Linked DNA regions of Hordeum vulgare: region 1 is linked to region 2. A link is a contact called in public Hi-C data. All regions are on one chromosome and are shown on one strand. Each heading gives the region's core, a stretch centred on a gene start, on an enhancer-like site or on the middle of the called end of the contact. The rest is flanking DNA. Distances are from core to core; before and after follow the strand shown.

Region 1 (3,544 bases), core at 455-2,954, 110 kb before region 2:
TGCAGCAGAACCACCTCTTCCTCGCCTCACAACGACATCTACATGTATCTTAGCATAGCCCATAGGAGGTGCTTTAGGTCGTCGTGGCACTGCTTCATGTCCATTAGATGCAACTGCAGCCCCATGATTCATATCCAGTTTGACTATGTCCAGTTCGTCAGTTCGTCAACGTAGAGCAAATCGATCACGTTGTAATTGACATGAGCACAAACTGATCATGTGTTTGCCGCTTTTTCCTGCCAGGATGCACGCTGACGCACTGGGACAACAAATTATGGGCCAATCGGCATGGCTATGGTCCAACCCAGTTGTGACATGATCCTGGCACGTTGACTTCACATGTTTGATTTCTTCTTATTTTATTTATATATAAAAAGCAAAATACATATTATGATATTTTAAGTAAATCAAATGAAAAAAATATTCGCCCCACTTATACAAAATGTTTCTACCATAAAAAACATATGAAATTTCAAAGATCTTCACGCGTTTAAAAAATGTGTATGTAACATTTTAAAAACTTGTTATACAATGTAAAATTACATTCATTTAACTAACCAAAATATAGAAAATGTATGTGACGTTTAAGAATGTTCATGCATTACAAAAAAATGTTTGTGACATTTTCGATTTTTTATCCAATATAAAAAATGTTTCATAGTTGAAGTAAATGTCTCCTATCATATAAAACGTGTTTTTGAAAAGATATTCAACACATATTCATAAAAATGTTGGAAATAGGAATTTAAAGAAAATGTGAAATCAGTTATGTAAAAATGTTAGGCGTCCATAAAAAATGTTTCAGATGTATACAGCAAATATACAATTTGTTTGAAAGAATGGAAAATAGAACATATATTTTACAAACATATTAATCATGTATGTGATAAATGTTAAATGAGTTCACAGAAATGTTCCAACTATATAGGAAAAATTTATAGCACTAATAAAAAATAGACATGTATTAAAAAAAATAAACTCGATGGAAATCGAAGAAAGAAACAAAAAAAGATGTAAATGGAAGAAAAAACAGGAAACTAAAATAAAACAAAAACAAAACAGGAAACCAAAAAAAACATAGAAAACTGAAGAAAACCCATGGAGAAATTATATTTCAAATAGCGAAAAACCCTCGGAAGAAGAACTCGTGCTTGGTACAATGTTGGGCTAGCCCGATAGTCGCTTGCGCGTAGGCGATATAAATCTGTACGGGCGAGACATAACTCTTGCGATGGAGCATAGGTAAACAAGAAATTTTGCGACAATCCAGTAGACTAAATCGAGTATGAACGTCTCGCGCTTAAGCTACTACTAGTACTGTTCAACGACGTTGTTCCGCGATAATGCATGACGAAACCTGTACGCTGGGGGCAAACATACAGAAGCCACACAACTAGGTGAGGAGATGTCACTTGAACCGTTCTTTTGAGTTAATAAAAGTGTTATTTACAGGGGAAAGAACCTGTGGAAACATGAGCAAAGAGTCATTGCTCTCTATCAGCTCGGCCATCGGCCCATCGCTGTCACTCGTATGTTGTCACATCCATTCTTATGGAGGATGTGTAATCCAGCCCGAGAATGACTGAAGAATGAAAGAGGAAGGCAACTCAAAAGAATGCTCGTTTCATACTACCAGGCTAGTGTTACTGGACCCGTCAAATGACGTTGCGGACCTGTTTGGGCCATGCGCCAGACAACTGACTTTTCTTTTCTTTGAGGCAATGTGAGACAGCTGATTTAGATGTGCAAACTTATAGATGAGGCCTTTAGCGATGTATGGTATTCCGGCCCAAAAGCACACACGCTGGCACTACGACAAAGTCAAACAATGCAGAAAATGATGAAAAATACTATAGGACGCGCATTGCGTCAAGTATAATTTTTTAAGTCTAAAAACACTGCATTTTATTAATAATTAAACAAAGTCATGCGGATGCATTTGAGATATGGGGTATTAAGGAGCCACACATGGCGTCCCAAAGAAAGTCCTAGAGTGTGTTTAGCGAGGCTATGTGCCTTGATGTTGGATCTCGTCCATCAAAGATGAAGAAGGAGCAATCTATTTTGGTTTCAAGCTTGGTTGATCCCCTTGATGATACTAGCATATATTCCTTCCGTGCCTTTGTGAATATCATTTACCACACCTTGGCAATCCGAGGCAATTACCACGTCCGTAAATGAAAGGTCAAGGGCAAGAGCAAGTGTTTCTTGGCATGCCATTGCATCCAAGGAAGAAGCATGTTTAACCCTCGAACATTTGATAGCCGATGAACCCATGTAATTGCATGTAGACTCGGCGCTATAAGGTCCTTCCAGTGAATCCCGTGACACAACCCCACCAACTTAATTTTTTTGCATAATCATTCTGCGGCGGGATACATCTTTGGCACCATCTGACACTAGCTTGATGATTAGTCGTCAAGCATTCGCATAGGGGGGCACAAAGCGCGAGATAATTTCAAAAATTGGTCTTCAAATTCGAAAAATGTTTTTGCATTTTAAAAAATTGTACTAGATTTTTAGAAAATGGTCAAGATTTACAAAAAATGTTCTGGATTTTTAAAAATTGTTCTTCAGATTTTAAAAATGTTTTCAATTTAGAAATTTGTTCTTGATTTTAAAATGTTTGAAAAATGTGCCCGTTGAGTGTTTCAGCGATCTCAATTTCTAGGAGGTTCCCAATTGACGTTGGCCGACCCATTAGCGCTCCAGTTATCCAGGTTTGTAAGAGGTTCCCAATCGATGATTTGGGCCGGGCTGTTAAGCAGTTCAGCGACCCCGGTTTTGGAAACCTTCAAGGAGGTTCCCAGCCCTTTTTTGGTCACTGGAACCTTCTAGGAGTTCCTAAACCCTTTTTAGGTTTCTATTCATTTATCATTTTCTTTTTCTTTTTTTTTTTGCTTTTCTCCATCTTTTTTTAAGTTTAAAAATGTTTTTTTTGGAAAATGTTCGTGAATTTAAAAAAATGTGCACATTTTCAAAATTTATATTGCCGTTTCAATTTTTTGACGAGTTTAAAAATGGTTCTTGTATTCAAAAAAATATTTGCATTTTTAGCAAGTGTAACAACATTTTAAAAGTCTTGGCATTTTCATTATTTTGAAAACAAATCGGATTTTTATAAACATGATCAAATTTTAAAATGCCAAATGTTTTCCAAAAAAACGAAGAATTTCTGAAGTTTTTCAATATGGTTTGGAAAATATGAAGAATTTCCAAAAGAAAACATGATTTTTTGAATCCTTGGAGAAATTTCAGGATGTAGAACATTTTCTAGAATTTTAAACAGAAATTTGAAAAACATGAACATTTTTGAAAATTATGATCATTTTTTTGCAAGTTTAAGGATTTGTTGAAAATTTCTGAACTTTTTTTAAAAGGATTATTTTTTGAAAAATAAAAAAGAAGGAGAAACATCATGTTATCCCATGTTTGAAAAGGAAAATAAAATTAAATGAACAAATTCTATTTGGAGGAACATTTTTTAGGATCCTCTTTTAGGGAATAGATATAGTTGCTTTGGCATGACACAGTTCATCGACAC
Region 2 (3,138 bases), core at 246-2,745:
ACAAAAAGAGGACTCGGAGCTGCAATCTGCCACGACCATTGCCTTAAAATCAGAGGAAGAAACCGCCGGCAAATGGAAGAAGGGAACCAACACGATGAGACTTCTCGCCTGTTGGGCAATATGGCAAGAGCGCAACCAATGCACCTTACAGAAAAAGCTCCCAGGCATCAGAGATATCATCGCAAGGATCAAAAATGGCAATGGAGCAATGGAGGTTAGCGGGAGCTAGATGCATAGAGAGCCCCTTCAAGGAACCACCGTGAGATATCAAACCATGTGCCTTTTCTTTTTTCCTTTTCCTTTTCTTTTGGAAAGTTTGACCGAATGTGGTTAAACGACCTCGATCCTAGGATCTTCACCCTATTTTATTCTTCCATTGCTTTCTCCTATCAGTAAAATTGCCAGCATGGCTGGAACTTAAAAAAAAGAGTTTCACATGGGAGCACAAGTTAGTGCAATTTGGAAGCACATCTTAGTTCACTTTGGAAGCACAGTTTTTTCCTTAAACAAAGTTCAGAGAAATCTATTAACATGAAATATAATTTTTTAGATTTCGGCATGAGGAACACAAAGGTGAAAACGTTTTTTTATTTGGATATACGATCCAAGAATTGTTTTTTTTTTGACATTTTTGGATCTATGAAAAACAATGACCAACCTTCCATCCATGTTCGTCAGGTGAGAAAACCCACACAAATTCTCCGACTGCAACAAGTGGCAGCGCACCACTTGTCCACACCTGAGGAGATGTGAATGACCTATGCAAAAAAGATGCCCTCCTTTAATTAGTAACTTTGATGAGAAGTTGTCTTGTTGAATGCTCGCCACCGCTCAGGAGAAGCTGGTGAGAGGATCCTAGCGATGAAGTTGAGGAGTTGGCGGCTACGTATAAGCATATCGTTACTTGTTACGTACTTCCTCTGTAAATTAATATAAAAGTGTTTACAACATTATTTTAATAATCAAAACGTTTTTATATTAGTTTACAGAGAAAATATTACGCAGGAAAAAAAGTTCCCTAAAAAAGTAGGGAAAAAGGAGAGCTAGACTGCTGTAGAAATATTTAGGCGGCAACCTTTTTATGAAAAGTTTAGTCAGCAGTAATACTGTTATCGTTCACCTTGTTTTTTCAAGAAGATGTTAGCTTTTTATAGGGAAGGAACATGCCTTTTTAGGACAATGGAAAAGAGCATGTACTTCACTCGTTTATGTTTTTGTAGACACTCGCTTATGTGTCCAATAAGAACACGCTGTGAGCCTGTGAAGTGCGCTGGTTCTAAATAGGGATGTAAATGGTAAATAAGTGGCAGCCACAAGTCTCATTTATTTAGCTTTTACCAGCTTAATAGTTCATTTTTCTTAATAAATAAATAAATTTTTGGACTATTAAATAATAAGTGGGTTTAAATGAAATTAAATGGGACCCAATTCCCATCCCTAGTTCTAAAGGTCCGGCCTATAGGGCACTGCCCCCGGCTAGTATATAGGGTGCCCTTATGTCACGCTTTAAGCGAGCACAGCCGCAAGCCTCGCGTAAGGGGAGGCCAGATGGGTCAGCCCAGGGGCACGGAAGGCCACGGCCATTTTTCTTTTCTTGTTTTCTATATTATTTATTTTTACTTTTATTTTCACTTTTAAACATGGTACATATAAATGCAAAAAACACACTTAAACACCGCACTTGAAAAAAAGTTAAAAAATATTTGAATTTTTTTGAATCAGTATTAAAAATGTTAAATACGTATTTGAAAAATGTTGAGCAAGTATTTAATTTTTTTAATAAGTATTAAAAACGTTGAACAAGTATTTAACAAAATGTTAAATGAGTACTAAAAATTGTTGAACGAGCATTTTAATTTTTTTGAACAACTATTAGAAAAATGTTAATAACTTCTAAATATATTGAACAAATAGTTCAAAATGTAGAACAATTATTTTGAAAAACTATTGAATGAGTTTTTGAATAATATGAACGAGTATTTCAAATATAATGAACATGTATCTGAAAAATGTTGAATAAGTATTAAAATATTGAACAAGTATTTACATTTTTTTGAACAAGTATTTGAATAATGTTGGATATGTATTTGAAAAAATGTTGAACATGTATATAAAAATGTTGAACAAGTATTTAATAATCGTTAACAAGTATTTAAATAATATTGATCAATTATTTTAAAAATTATGATCATGTACATAAAATATAGAATGAAAAACAAAAAGAAAACAAAATTAAATTTTTTTAAAAAAGAGGTGCAAAAAGAAATGAAGAAAAGAAAACAAAAATAAAAAAAAGATAAAAACCGGCTCAGATCGCCTCTTGTAGCGCTGTTGTTTCCCTGCGTGACCATGGTTCGATTTCTAGGGGCGCTCCAATTTTTTCTCCCTTTTTTTCAAAGACGTCGATAATCATCACACGCGTGATGGAAACAATATCCGATCATGCGTCCATGACCAATAGATTGAACCATATCACCGTATGTATGTACAAGTGACAAAATTGTCAGAAGTAATCTTTCGTCTTTTGTGTTTTTAAAATATTTTATCTTTTAAATAAAATTTCGGTTGAAAAACTGTTTTTATCAATAAATTCAACGCGACAAGATCTTTGAAAATAGATCTCATATCAACATATTTCAATGATTTTTTTTTGGGTTAAAAGTTGTCATGTCTGTTAGACATTATTGCCATCAAGATTACATTGAAGTTGTCATGATATATTTTAACTTTTTTTCTATGCTTAAAGTAATTTTTGACATTTTAAAAAGGAATTAAGAAACTAAACTTGCCATGATGAATTACTAAAATTTGTCATGATCCATGAAATAGTTTTGACATAGTTCATAAGTAAAAAAGAAATATATCATCGGTTACTTTAAAAATGCATGGTCAATAGCTCAAATTGGCCGTGAACCATAAATAAAAATTGCCATGATGAATTACTTAAATTTATCATGATACATGCACTAAAATTTGTCATTGTTCATATAAAAATATTTTTGATATTCAAAATACTAGAATTGTCATGGTTAAAATACTAAAACTGCCATGATCTACAAACTCAATTTTTCATGATGAATTACTAAATATTACCATGATCTTTAAATTAAACGTGGCATGTTTAATTACTAAATTTTT

What was found. Hi-C and Micro-C count contacts between places; a contact is called where the count stands out from the background.
Region 1: a contact with region 2 is called in a Hi-C map of leaf, with 2.3 times the contacts expected there. The contact joins two enhancer-like sites. A contact is called at or near these places in 3 of 6 Hi-C or Micro-C datasets (leaf and seedling).

What each region holds. Positions count from the first base shown.
Region 1 is chr2H:565,772,136-565,775,679 of MorexV3_pseudomolecules_assembly, reverse strand. No RefSeq gene overlaps it. Among protein-coding and RNA genes, the nearest start is that of TRNAA-UGC, 12 kb to the right of the region's middle. Within about 2 kb of position 1,704, at least 2 of the 3 cell types and tissues checked have open chromatin away from gene starts, as enhancers often do. A contact at or near this core is called in leaf, where this site is marked.
Region 2 is chr2H:565,658,963-565,662,100 of MorexV3_pseudomolecules_assembly, reverse strand. No RefSeq gene overlaps it. Among protein-coding and RNA genes, the nearest start is that of LOC123427299, 11 kb to the right of the region's middle. Within about 2 kb of position 1,495, at least 3 of the 3 cell types and tissues checked have open chromatin away from gene starts, as enhancers often do. A contact at or near this core is called in leaf, where this site is marked.